Regions from separate parts of the Mus musculus genome. Here all the other regions are linked to region 2. Evidence: chromatin contacts called from public HiChIP or PLAC-seq data. All regions are on one chromosome and are shown on one strand. The core of a region is the stretch at or near the end of the contact, and the rest is flanking DNA. Distances in the headings are between cores, read along the strand shown.

Evidence for each region. HiChIP or PLAC-seq counts read pairs in DNA pulled down with a chosen protein or histone mark.
Region 1: an H3K27ac HiChIP or PLAC-seq map of embryonic stem cells shows a contact between it and region 2, with 5 read pairs. The contact joins two enhancer-like sites.
Region 3: an H3K27ac HiChIP or PLAC-seq map of embryonic stem cells shows a contact between it and region 2, with 5 read pairs. The contact joins the promoter of Akr1b8 here to the enhancer-like site in region 2. A contact is called at or near these places in 6 of 39 promoter capture datasets (the 3T3-L1 cell line, the HPC-7 cell line, cranial neural crest and 3 more), 4 of 115 datasets of contacts at active chromatin or transcription factors (embryonic stem cells, extraembryonic endoderm stem cells and pancreatic cancer cells) and 2 of 9 other capture datasets (adipose tissue and liver).

What each region holds. Positions count from the first base shown.
Region 1 is chr6:34,329,531-34,333,878 of GRCm38.p6, forward strand. No RefSeq gene overlaps it. Among named protein-coding and RNA genes, the nearest start is that of Akr1b3, 14 kb to the left of the region's middle. Within about 2 kb of position 2,506, at least 13 of the 459 cell types and tissues checked have an H3K27ac peak or open chromatin away from gene starts, as enhancers often do. A contact at or near this core is called in embryonic stem cells, where this site is marked.
Region 2 is chr6:34,716,106-34,720,433 of GRCm38.p6, forward strand. The region is part of intron 3 of Cald1 (caldesmon 1); the gene reads left to right. It overlaps Gm38787 (a long non-coding RNA gene), which reads right to left. Exons shown (of 3, transcript XR_868972.2): 2 at 1-820. Among named protein-coding and RNA genes, the nearest start is that of Gm38787, 15 kb to the right of the region's middle. Within about 2 kb of position 1,311, at least 104 of the 459 cell types and tissues checked have an H3K27ac peak or open chromatin away from gene starts, as enhancers often do. A contact at or near this core is called in adipose tissue, embryonic stem cells, liver and 2 more, where this site is marked.
Region 3 is chr6:34,352,876-34,357,301 of GRCm38.p6, forward strand. Akr1b8 (aldo-keto reductase family 1, member B8) reads left to right here and starts at 1,271. Exons shown (of 10, transcript NM_008012.2): 1 at 1,271-1,421; 2 at 3,381-3,548. The coding sequence starts at 1,356.

The sequences.
Region 1 (4,348 bases), core at 1,256-3,755, 390 kb before region 2:
CCCCAAATTGAGACCTATCCCATGGCCAAGAACCAATCCCTGACAGTATTAATGGTACTCTGTTATGCTTGCAGACTGGAACCTAGCATAACTGTTCTCTGAGAGTCTCCAACTAGTAACCAATAGCTAGAGATGCAGAGACCCACAGCCAAACATTAGATGGAGCTCAGGGAGTCTTACTGAGAAATTGGGAGAAGGATTGAGGGACCCAAAGAGGACAGGGACTCCACAGGAAGACCAACAGAGTCAACTAACCTGGACCCTTGAGGTCTCCCACACACTGAATCACCAACCAAAGAGCGAACACAGGCTAGACCTAGGCTCCCTGCATATGTGTAGCAGACGAGCAGCTTGGTCTTCATGTGGGTCCCTCAACAACTGGAGCCAGGGTTGTCCCTGAGCCTGCTACCTGCCCACCTGTGGATCCCACGCCCCTAAATGGACCACCTCCTCTGGCCTCAGTGGAAGACCATGTGCCTAGTCCCAGAGTGACTTGATGTGTATATAGGGGATAGAGAGGGGGAGTTCTTCTGACAAGGGGAAGGTAAAATGTAGGGAGAACTTGCATGAGGGGGTACTAGGAGGAGGTGAGGAAGGGCTGATACTGGGTTGTAAAGTGAACAAATAAATGTAATAAAAAAGATTTTCCCACTAATTATAGTCCATTCAGAGGCTTAATAAAAAAATTTTAACTACATTGATTCTCTCTTCCTCTCCTATGTATGTGTATGTGCCTAGCTGTGTGTATGTGTATATATGTAGGTGAGCATGTATATATATGTATGTGAGCATGTGTATATATGTATGTGAGCATGTGTATATATGTATGTGAGCATGTGTATATATGTAGGTGAGCATGCGTGTATATATATATGTGAGCATGTGTATATATGTATGTGAGCATGTGTATATATGTAGGTGAGCATGTGTATATATGTAGGTGAGCATGTGTATATATGTATGTGTGTATATAGGTCATAGGACAGCTTGCAGGAGTTTGTTCCTCTTTTTCCCCATGAGGAGCTCTGGGATCGAACTCAGAATGTCAGTCTTGGTGGCAAGTGCTTCCATCCACTGAGCCATTTTGCTGACCTAACCTCATCATCCTAGTGTTGATGATGATGATGATGTGTATGAGAGATTTACCTGCATGTACATCTATATGTGTACAGCATGCCTGCCTGGTGTCCTCAGAGCCCGGAAGAAGGTGTCAGATCCCTGGGAACTAGAGTTACAGATAGTTGTGAGTTGCCCTGTGGGGTGCTGGAAATTCGGTTTCCATCTTTACCTTTTTCTACGTTATAGGAAGCAGCCGTATAAACTTGTAAACACTCACTCGACTTTTCTTTCCATTTGTCCATTTTTCAGACCGTGTCTCACTATGTAGCTCTGACCTGTTTGGAAACTCATTACGTAGACCAGGCTATGGACAATTGAAATACACTCCCTTCTAGAACGTTACTTTACAGTTTGCTTCATCCAGTTGCAAGATTTCTTATTCACTAAAGAAATGAGGCCAAGAACAAAGCTTCCCGCTTTCCTTCCTGGAGGAAGCAACTCTGGGATTTGGTGTGTCTAACTTGAGATAGAGATGGTCAGTTTGACACAACCTAGCATCTTAATGACGAGTTCTCTAGAGAAGCTTGGCCTGTGGGCAGGTCTCTGGGAGTGAGCATCTTGATGGTTAATTGATGTAGGAAGACCAAGACCATGTGTGTGGCACCATTTCATAGGCGAGGCCCCAGAAGGGGAAACCTAGCTGAGCGCTAAGCAGTAACCAAGCAGTAACCAAGCACACGTTCATTCTTTTTCTGCTCTTGACCTTGTTTTGTGTTCCCACCTTGGCTTTCCCACAGCAATTGGCTGGAACCTGGAACTGTAATCCAATGGACTCTCCACGCTACTTTTAAAAAGAATATATTATCCCCAGCAACATAAATGAAACCAGAACAAAGACTTTCAGTCTCCGTGGGAGAGCAGTCCCTACTGTCCCTGGAAGTCAAGGCTCAGGATGACCTCAGTGAAGGCTTGCTGCCAAGCCCTGATAAGGCCAAAGGAGAGCAAGAAAAGGAACTGAGATAGAGTCTTCAGTTGCTGAAAATAGTCAGGTGTATGAAACCTCTGCTAGGCCTATCTGTGTTTATCACGAAGTCTGGCTTTAGCGAAGAGCCTTGCAAAGCTGATTTAGCGCAGACCTCTCTTCCTCAAAACCTGGTCACACTCCTTGCCTTGCCTGACCATTCTCACACATCGTCACACACGTCCTTATACCAGTTTAGCTATGATTCACCTCATCTATGGTATTTTCCTCTTAGTAACTATCTACCCACCAACCCCTGTGAGGAGCCGCCCTCACATTCGCCATTACAAGATGGCGCTGACATCCTGTGTTCTAAGTAGTAAACAAGTAATCTGCGCATGTGCCAGGGTAGTTTTCCACTCCTTGTGCTCTGCCTTCCCCTTGTTGACAACTCGGCTGATGGGCTGCAGCCAATCAGGGAGCGACATGTCCAAGGCGGAGGACAATTCTCTTTAAAAGGGATGGGGTTTTGCCACTCTTCGCTCTGTAAGCTGATGCTCTCACTCTCAAGACGCATTAAAACTTTACTGCAGAAGGATCCTGTGTGCCCTGTCAATCCTACTGGCGGGAGGTAGCGCGGGACAAACCCCCACACCTCACCTTGGTTTTAAATTCCTGCTTGCCCATGCAGGATTTAGACTTGAGCCTTGAGCCTCATCTCTCCTCCACTGGAGTGCCCAGAGGCAGGGGTTCTGAAAACATTCTTCCTTGTGCCTTAGTAACTACCCTTGACTGATTTTCTTTTTTTTTTTTTCAGCAACACTTAACTTCATTCTGTGGATGGGCACTAGTATGGTAATACCCTGGGTGTGCATTGCTAGGCAGGGATCACGTCAGCAGTACTGCCCTGTAGAGGTGACCACAGGATTGCCACTGGAAGTGGGTGGCAACGGCTCTGTGCCAGTGGGAGGGATGAACACACGGGCGGTTACTGGAGCTATTTATTTTCCACATTCAATTCTCAGTAGGCAGCAGTAATTTCTAAATGCTTCCCTCACTTACCTATGCTAAGAGAATTTTTTTGAAAAATATCTTTGGTCTCCCTGGGCTAAAATTATGAACAGGACTTTGGGATAGCTAAGCAAATGGGATGGAAATGTTTAGTGGAACCTAAAGAGGAAGGAGAAGCCGGGGATAGAATCAGCTTCTTGACCAGCTTTCCTTAATTTGGATCATTCATTCATTCATTCATTCACTCACTCACTCACTCACTCACTCACTCACTCACTCACTCATTCATTCATTCATTCATTGATTCCTTCCATCCCTCCATCACTGAATATGTATGTATACATGTCCTTGTATTCAGTTTGATAAATGAATAACACTTTACCATTTTAAATATAACATTTATAAAAATACTAATGCGCACAGTATCTTTTGTCCACAAAAAGTTACGTGATTCTCTATTTCCTGCAATGAGATCCATTCTGAGAAATGACACTTTAGACGCTATGCAGCCGCATTAACCAGTTGGCTTGCTACCTTAGCAATCTCTTTCAGCAGATTCATGTCCGGACTGGAGAGGTGGCCAAGGTCAGGGGTGCTAGGTGCTCTTACAGAGGACAGATTCAATTCACAGACCGTGTCGGGTGGTTCATGACTGCCTGGAACCCCAGTTCTAAAGTGACAGTCTCTTCAGCCTGTGCCCACCTGAGTGCATACTGGCAGATAGAAATATATACATGTACACTAAAAAGATTCATGCCTGATAGAGATAAAACTTAGAGCGCGCATCACTGCTGACCTCAGGAGCTTCTTAGAAGACTTATTCACTCACTTGAAGAGAACGTTGATGAGAATTTTTAACATCAAAATTTCCTTGGATTTTTTTTTTTTTATTGAAAACTCACTGCCTTGCTGGTCTTCCCCTCTTAACCATCAGGTTGTGATTCTCACATAATCCTAATCAAACTCTACCCTTCTCTTCTATTAAGCCTTAAACTAGACTTAAAATTCCCAGTGGATTTCCTGCTTTTGCCCTTGATCCCTGAATTGACAATAAGACTCTATGGTCTTCTAACAGGAACAATAGATTGTTTGATGCTATGCTGAGGACCCCATATGCTACAAAAGTCCTTCTCTTAACATATCAGCATCACAGACTTTAGGTCGGAACATACTGTATGAGAAAATTGTTTTTAATAATTAAGCTCTTGAAGTATATACAAGTCACTTAAATCAGATATCGACAGCAAGAAAAGTTCAGGTTTTTTTAAAACTAGTTTTTAAAAAGAACACGAAAGTAAATGAGTTTAGGAAGTTTAA
Region 2 (4,328 bases), core at 61-2,560:
TGGTAGTTTCCAGTTGCTCTCTGCTTCCTGTCCACCACAAGGTGATGTGTAGAACGGCCTTTTCTAGCTCTCACCGCCATGATGTTTTGATGGAACACACGTAGCCAAGCAACCGTGTGCAGAAGACAGTGTGAGTCAGAAGTTACACTTCTTCCCTGAAGGCTACAGCCATAAGAAAAATACCAGCAGCGGATAGGTTGCTAAGTTCACTGTGCTCTGCCTTCTCCACCTGTGGAAAGGCTAGCGGAAGCTAAGGGAACTAGTCCCCACAGCAACGAATCCCGGTGGAAGCTTCAATCAGTATACCACACCCCTGCTTTTGATTCTGAGCATCCCATTTTTCAGAAACCCCAGAGCCCCCGAGGCTGGGGCAAATGCGGTGGAATTGAGTCTGTGATTGACCTGCATTCATTATCATATCCCACTTTTCAGAAAGTCAAGAGTTCTTTGTCTCTGGTTGTACTTGCTTTGTTTAGTTCCCACTAGGAAGCAGGTCCCACACAACTGTCTTCAGGACAAGTCCAGTCTTCAAGGACATTTGCTAAACACTGAGGCAAAAAAAAAAAAAAAAATAGACTTCCTCATTTTTCTTATTTGTCCTAAATGAGGAACACCAGGAAGGAAAGAATGTGGTAGGATGTAAGATGTGTTTGTCAACCAGGGCCGCCAGTTCTTAAGTACTCTTGACAGATGAGCAACATGTATGTTAAGAATCCCGAGACTTGACCATCCTGAAAATCTTGGGTTCCAGTTTATCTGTTTATTAACAGTGTGCTCAGAGAGAGGTACTTAATGTCTGTGAGTTTCTTACTACATTCATCTACAAAAAAAAAGAGAGAGAGAAAAATGACTGTAGTTAACACAACTTCTGATGTTTAGTGAGAGTTCACAAGGCAGGAGGGGTGGGTGGTTAACTGTGAGAGCCATTTGAGGGAGTTAGTACATAGAAGGTGAGTGGGTTGCTAGGTAATCACAAGAGCAGGGCCAAGTCTGATGGGGTGAATTCGTTTCCTGGAACTTCCAGGGCAAAGTAGAAAGGCAAATGGGTGGCTTAGAAAGACAGAAGTTTGTTAGAAGTCTGAAAGTAACATCAGTGGGGACTCACTCTAGGAGACCACTGGGAAGGGTCTGTCCTGGCCTCTTCTAGCTTCTGATGGCCCTAGATGTCCCTTGGCTCATGGCCTTGTGTCTCAGTAGTTTCACATGCCATTCTGGATGTCTCTTTCCATTGCCCTCCCCCCATGCATGTCTGTGTTTGTGTTCAGAGGACACCAGTTGTACTGGATTGCATACCACTCAGATGACCTCATCTCCACGTCCTTACATCTGCAAAGACCTCCCATTGAAGTCACGGAGAGGCTTAGGGTTAGGAGATCAACAGAGCTCTGTGGGGAATGCAATTCAGCTCATTTGTAAGTGAGCAGATCTCCTAGAATTACATGACACTCAACAGGCCCAGCCAGACCTTTAAAGTTTGCTAATGTCCCCACAAAATGGGCAAACATCTTGCATCCCAGAGGGGGCTATTAGCTAGTCTCTTGAGTATTTCCTAACCACAAAAGTTCCCTAGTCCTAAGAACAGGAAGGGGCTTTTCTCCTGAAATGAAGGACACCCAGAAAGAATTTGTTAACTCTGTTAACTTCAAGGCAAAGAGTTGTACAGTCCCAGATAAAGCTTAGGTCTGCAAAGTTCACGCTCTCTGCTCTGGCCCTGCATACTTCTTAAATGTCCGACCTTACTTAAATATGCGCTTTGATCTCTCCTGGGTCTCAAGACTGGTGAGTTAAAGAGAGACCATGTAAAAGCCCCTACCCCAAAGAGCGGAGATATCTCTGTTAACCAACTTCTCCCAGGAGGCCTGGGATGCTAAGGAGTATGAGCCCCACTCAGAGCTACAGTGAAAACTCCCAATATCCTCAGGCTTAGGAAGACTACAGGAACACAGCAAAGGTGAAAGTGAGCATATGAAAAGAGAAATTTAGAAGAGAGGACATTTTAAGAAGTCAGCTAGACTGAGTGCCAATACAATGTAACCAACCTTCCAACTGAACATGCTACAACTGCTCCTTAACAAAGCAGAGCTGCTCAGTCCTTAAATTGAATACTGTATCGGTTTCCTGGGGTCACTGTTACAAATCACCACCCACTAAGTGGCTTAAAAATGATAGCTGAGTGGTCCTTCCACGGGTGACTGCCCTTCTGTGGATGAGCATAGGATACACCCAGACATAGAAATATTATCCACTACTGAAAAAAAAAAAGGCTGTTAAGTCATGGGGGAAAAAAAAAACTTGTCTGAAACTTGGACAAATACTATGAAGTGAAAGAAATTGGTCTGAAAAAGACCAACATAGCTTTTAAGCATACATTGATCTGTAGAAGCCAAGACTAATGGAGACAGAAGTCATTGGTGAGTGCCAAAGCTTGGGGGAGAAGGAAAGAGGCTTAAGAGGGGCCAGTGAGCAGAGTGCAGGAGGACTTGGGTGAGGGGTATATACTGGAGCTGTGGGGGCAGGTTGTTCAAATGCACAGACAGCATCAGGTCCAAGCGCTGGATAACCCTGCTGTCTGCTCGTGCAACACATCGCTTGGTTTTGGTTTTGAAGCTAAGGTGGAGTTTAAGAAGAAGCTGTCCCAATACATATCTAAACCCGAGCCTTAAGGGGGAGTGAGGTGCTTGGTTAAGAAGAGAATGGTAAACACCCAAGACCTGGTTGCGGGGTTATGGAAAGAGCAATACCTGCCTGGGTCTGTCAGATGTTCCAGATGTCCTTCTAGTTGAGGAATGCCTCTGGTTGGGGAGGCTATGAGCCTGGGGGACCGGGGATGTCTGAGAAATCTCTGCCTTCTGAGTTGTTCTTGAGACGTAAAACTACAAAGCTAGATCTTTAAAATAAGTCAGTTACTAGGCACAGTTGGCTCCTCTGGAGAGCTGCCTCCTCCTGTTTGGCCAGCAGTCTCTCACATTCCTCAGCTTGTAGAAGCGTAGTCGCCCTGATTGTCTTCCTTAGGTGGCTTTCTTGTCACATCTCTTCCCATGGTTTACTCCCTGCCCGGATTTCTTACTGGATTAGAACCCACCCTGATGACTCTGCCTTAAAGCCTAATTTCCAAATAAGGTCACATTCTGAGGTACTGGTAGTTAGGTTGTCAAATCAGGTCCTGGGGAGGTCAGGATGCATGACAAATACTGGGAGGCCGTAAAACTTTAACATGACATTTCATAGCTAAGTTCTTCAGCTATAAGTGGGGTAATTACTGGGTCTGTTTAAAATGCCAGCTGGCTGGACCAATGTTGGAGCAATGGGGATAGCTGGAGCTTTTCCTGGCACCCCACTGTCTAAAACCATCCCAGGGAGACTTAGGACCAAGCACCGGGCCTGGAGCTCTGACCTTGGCTCCTGCATGAGGTCTGGTACTGAGCCAGCCTCAAAGAGGCTGGGGGAGGGGATTCGCCTCTTCCACTTTGGGGCATGGGGAAGACAAAGCTCTCTGATGTTAAATTCCTGTCTACGTGTTAATGAGAAGTGGCATGGATTAAGAAAGAGGTAGAGAAAAGAAGAGATGAAACGCATTCCATCTGATAGATTTAAAACACACACACACACAAAACCCACCACCCCACCCCATGTTTTCCCCTATCTCCCCTCTACCCTCTACAAAAGCACAGGAAACCATGGGGCGGACCCTGAGCTTACACACAGGAGATGAGACGTACACCACCACCCCCCCCCTTTACATTTATTCTATGTGGATGTTGTAGTTTCCCCATTCCTCTGATAATTAATGTCATCACTGAAAAGGAGTTTGAGGTTCTTGAGTTGGTAAAAGCCTTCTTGAGGACGACGAGATGGCTCACGGGGTAAGTGCTTGCAGCACAGGCATGAGGATCTGAGTTCAAATCTCCGACACCCGCATAAAAACCCAAGCATGTCGGCTTGTGCCTATAACCCCAGCACTGAAGGAATAATGATGGTGGATGAGAAGGTGAGATAAGGAGACACTGTGCCCTTCAACAGCCTTTGTATACATGTACATCATATACATGTACATATACATATACATATACATATACCTGCACACATCACACACACAAACAAAATTTTAAAAAAATTAAAAATCCTCCCTGGGCTACCCCTCCCTTTTCATTGGAAAGCAACAACATGACCTGGAAGCCCTGTGTAGGCACAGAGCCCATTTGATGATGATGGTGATGGTGATGAGATGTTAATAATGATAATGATGATGACGACGACAACGATATAACAATGGTTAACACTCATTACTTACTATATGTTAAGCACTGTTTAAGGACTTGGAAAGTATT
Region 3 (4,426 bases), core at 21-2,520, 360 kb before region 2:
AAGAACATTTACATATGATTCTTGAAAAACTATAAACATGGAGGTGAGAATGTATTATTCTATAAATGACTGAAAATTGCCATTTTGAAAAAAAATCAATTTTGACCTATACCTTGTGTGATAAACTGAAATAAACTTCATTTGAGTCTATATTCCTACTTCTAAAGATCTATCCCCAGGGAATGAGGCCCAATGCTTCACTGCAATGATATTTCTTGAAATATTATTTATACACAATAGAAACCAGCTGGAAATCAGCAAGAGACCTAAGAATAGTGGAAATGGTAGAATAAATTACCATAAAATAGAATGCAACGTTAAAATGTTTAACATAAAGGCAATTTTGAAATGACTCACTATAAACGTGTAGAAAAGCTAGCCTTGTGGTGTCAGCTTTGGAAAATGTGGTGCGGTGCATAGAAGCTGACACAGGCTGAGAAGAGCCCAGGAAACTGCACCGGGCAATGGCATCCGAGTGACAGAAAAGGATGTTTATGCTCGCATCTTTCTTTTTCATGCTGTCCTTAGTGAAACAGAATATAATCACAAAAGTCTGGTTTTTAAATGTAAGCAAAAAAAATGTAAAAGCTCACTATAATTATACAGTTAGACAACTTGTCAAATTTCAAATTCAGAGAGAGGGGGGATAGAGAGAGAGAGAGGGAGAGGGAGAGAGAAAGAATATTATCAAAGAAAGGTCTTAGTGGTTAACAGGGGAAATTTGCTTTTCACAATCTTCCATCAATTAGATGAGTAAAACTTAAACAAACAAACAAACAAAAAGAGGGTCAGAAAACACTCTCTCCTCTCCCGTTCCCTCCCCTCTCTCCCCTCCCCCCTCCTCTGCAAGCGCCCCTGTCATTGATCTTTTGTGATCAGCAACAGTTAGCTCAAAATAATTTATGCAGCCTCCCATTTTGCCTCTGAAAACTTTTACTTGCCTCAACCTCATGGAATACCTACAGGCTCCACCGTTCTCCACACACTGTGGAAACCCATACATATTCTCCACACACTGTGGAAACCCAAACATAGCTAGCAATATAGCTCGAAGGATCTTTCACCCCATGCGCCTAAGGCTCATACACCTCTAAGTAGCTCTACAAAGTAATTTATATTCTGCATCAGGGAGATTTCCCTCTGGTTTATGACTAATCTTTACTCACACTCTTAAAAGCTTACAAAAGACTGGGATGAACTTCCGGTTCATTGCGGGAGGGGGGGCGGGGGCGGGAGGGGTCTGGGCGTGGCGCTTGCAGTAAGAGCCGGCCTCTTCATCCAGGACGTTAAAGCCTCCATCTGTCTCATTAACAAGGACACAGACATCTGCTCTCAGCAAGATTTTGGCAGCAACCATGGCCACGTTCGTGGAACTCAGTACCAAAGCCAAGATGCCCATTGTGGGCCTGGGCACCTGGAAGGTGAGTGCGCAGTCTTGGGCACCTGGTCTTGGCATTTCCTCTTCTTTTTATGACATCTACTGGGAGTTTGGAACCCTAGAGACAGAACACAAGTTGGTTTTGCCTTTTGTGCTGTTTCAGACCTCAAAGCTCTGACAGACTTTTTCCAGCAGAGATATCCCTGTGAAGTGTCAGGTTTCAAGTTTTCCCGAACTTGCCAGTTACCCTCTTAACAAGCTTTCTTCTGAACTCATGAGACACTTAAAGTTTTATAAGTTTTGGCTGGTTTGAAGCAGGGCAGTGGTGGTGCATGCCTTTAATCCCAGAAGTTGGGAGGTAGAGGCTGGCGAATTTCTGAATTTGAGGCCAGAGGCCAGCCTGGTCTACAGAGTGAGTTCCAGGACAGCCAGGGCTGAGTTATTCAGTGGCAGGACACCAAAAGCTCCAAATGACCTAGCTCTGTTTGGTGGGGGAAAGACTCTGCAGCTTGTGGCCTGGAAGCCTGGGGGAAAGGTGGAGTCTCAGACCCTAGCACAGGCTACTGGCACCTGCACCTTACCAAGACACTACACCATTTTCTGAGCACATCAAACTAAGCAGGAAGATGACAGAGCCTGAGCTCAGATCCTGCCTGGCAGTGTGCTCTCCTGGAAGAATGCTCCAAGGCCCTTCCCACTTCTGTTGAGACAAGTCTGACATTGTTCCATCTCCTAACTTTGTCCTTGGGTTTATTTCCTTTCGTGATAACAGGACAGTGGTCAGCTAGTTTCCAGGAGCTGTCTCTATTTGATTTCTGGCGACTGGGAGTTACACTTCAGTTTAGGCTGCCCTAGAACTTATTCTATAGCTTGGGTTGGCCTTGAACTTGCAATCCTCCGGCCTCAGCTTCTAGAGGTTATCACAGGTGTGAGCCACCTCCAGGAGGAGTTGTTTTTGGAGTCCGAGTCTCTTGTCCTGGTGGCTTAGCCTCTGTCTCTCGCTTAGCCTCTGTCTCTCGATCTTTGCACTGTCTTTTTCTTCTGATCATGGGACAGAGGTGGGGCCTCTCTTTGATTCAGCACTGGGTTTAAAACCTCGAATTTGCTCCAAATTAGACATTTCACTTTCTACCAAGCTGTCAAGCACTCTGACCAGAAGTAACCCACAGAAATCCAAAGATTAGACCGAGCGCTTGACAAGGGAGTTGTTGTCAAGATAAGGAGGTGGTATCATAGAGGGAGAGTCTGCTCTTATCTGAAGGAATGCTGGCAGGCAAGATTCTATTGGAAGGCCCAGGTACTTCTGAACCGCTAGGGGTCACTTCTGATCCCAGGGAAGCAGGCTATCTCTCTGGAGCTTTTCTGTGTTTGATGCTTAACCAAGATATTTCTAGATTTGGTGAAAGAAGAGTAGTTTTTTGTTCGGCTGGTTGTTTTGGTGATGAAAGGCTTTTTCGTATTTATGTTTTATTTTGGGGACAGCTATGTGCCCCAAGCTAGCCTCAAACTCAAAATCCTCCTGTTTCTCAAATACTGGGACTACATACACGGGCCACCATACCCAGTAGTTTGGCTTTCTGCTTTAAAAAAAAAAGTCGATTGTACTTCATTCCTGAGCACAGCTGCTGTGTGGTCAAGTCTGGATTTACCATAAGACAACCATTCTTCACATTCTTATCACGGTCTGGGGCTGAAGTCCTCTGGGTCACTGCAGAGTTAAGTCTGGCTTTCAGCAACTTGCAGTGGCAGGCATCTGTCACCCCAGAAACAAGAGCTCCTTTAAGACCGGGTACATTAGATGGAAACTGACTTTTATCTCCGATAGAACACGGGACGGGGGAACATTACGGTTTTCTTCTTGTTTTGAAAAGTTTGTTTTCTTCCCCAGTCCCTCACCCGCCAGCATTGCAGGGATTTGGCGAAATTGGGCTGTGTGGAGCCTGTTGAGGAAGGTTTTGGTATAAGAGTGTCCTTTGCAATGGCCTTTTCTATTGCCTTTCAGTCTCCCCCAAACCAAGTCAAAGAAGCTGTGAAGGCGGCCATTGACGCTGGGTATCGCCATATCGACTGCGCGTATGCCTATTGCAACGAGAATGAGGTGGGAGAAGCCATCCAAGAGAAGATCAAAGAGAAGGCTGTGCAGCGGGAGGACCTCTTCATTGTCAGCAAGGTACAATGGTCCACTTGGTGGATGAAACTTCAAAGCAGGTAGACTCTGGTCCATACCAAGAGCCCTCTCCAGCTTCTCCTAACCTTCCTTGTTCTCACTCTATCTTTGGGTGTAAATATCCATGCTCCAAGCCAGAACTGATGCCTCTGGCCAATCCTCCTACGTTAGTTTTCCCATAACAAGGATGGCTCCTTTGAGATTTGAATACTCTTGTTTTCATGCTTTCTGTCAGTGAGATCTTTTTGCCACTCAGATGCTAGGGTTGCCCTTAAGGGTGGGTCTTGGGGCAGGAGACATGGCTCAGAGGTTAAGAGTACTTACTGCTCTTGCAGCAGACCATAATTTGGTTCCTAGCACCAACATCGGGTATCTCTCAACTCTTATAACTTAAGTTCCAAGGATTCTGACACCCCTTTCTGGCCTCTACAGGCACCCACACACATAGTGTACATGAATACATTGAAATAATAAATCTTTCTTTTTTTTAAAGGGTGGGCCATACCACTCAGTACTGTGTTCTTACTGGCTATGTAGAAAGAGTATTTTTTTGTTGTTGTTGCATAGGAATATCTTTTTATCTCAATAAAAGTGAAATATAAAATGCTTTAAAAAGAAAGGAGAGGGGTGTATAGAATGAGGTGGTTGACTGGCTAGCACACTCTACCCACTTGGAAACTGCACCTGTTGGGAGACACAGACTCTGTATAGCATGGCCATTTAATTCCTTGTAATTCACCATTAGGGCCTGCTATCTTGGGGATATGGGACTATCCCACAAATAGCATCAGAATGCTAAGTGATCTAAGAAATACATCAGACGCTACAAGCATGGAAAAATATTATCACCCTTAACACTTAGGAAATGACCTGACTCACTG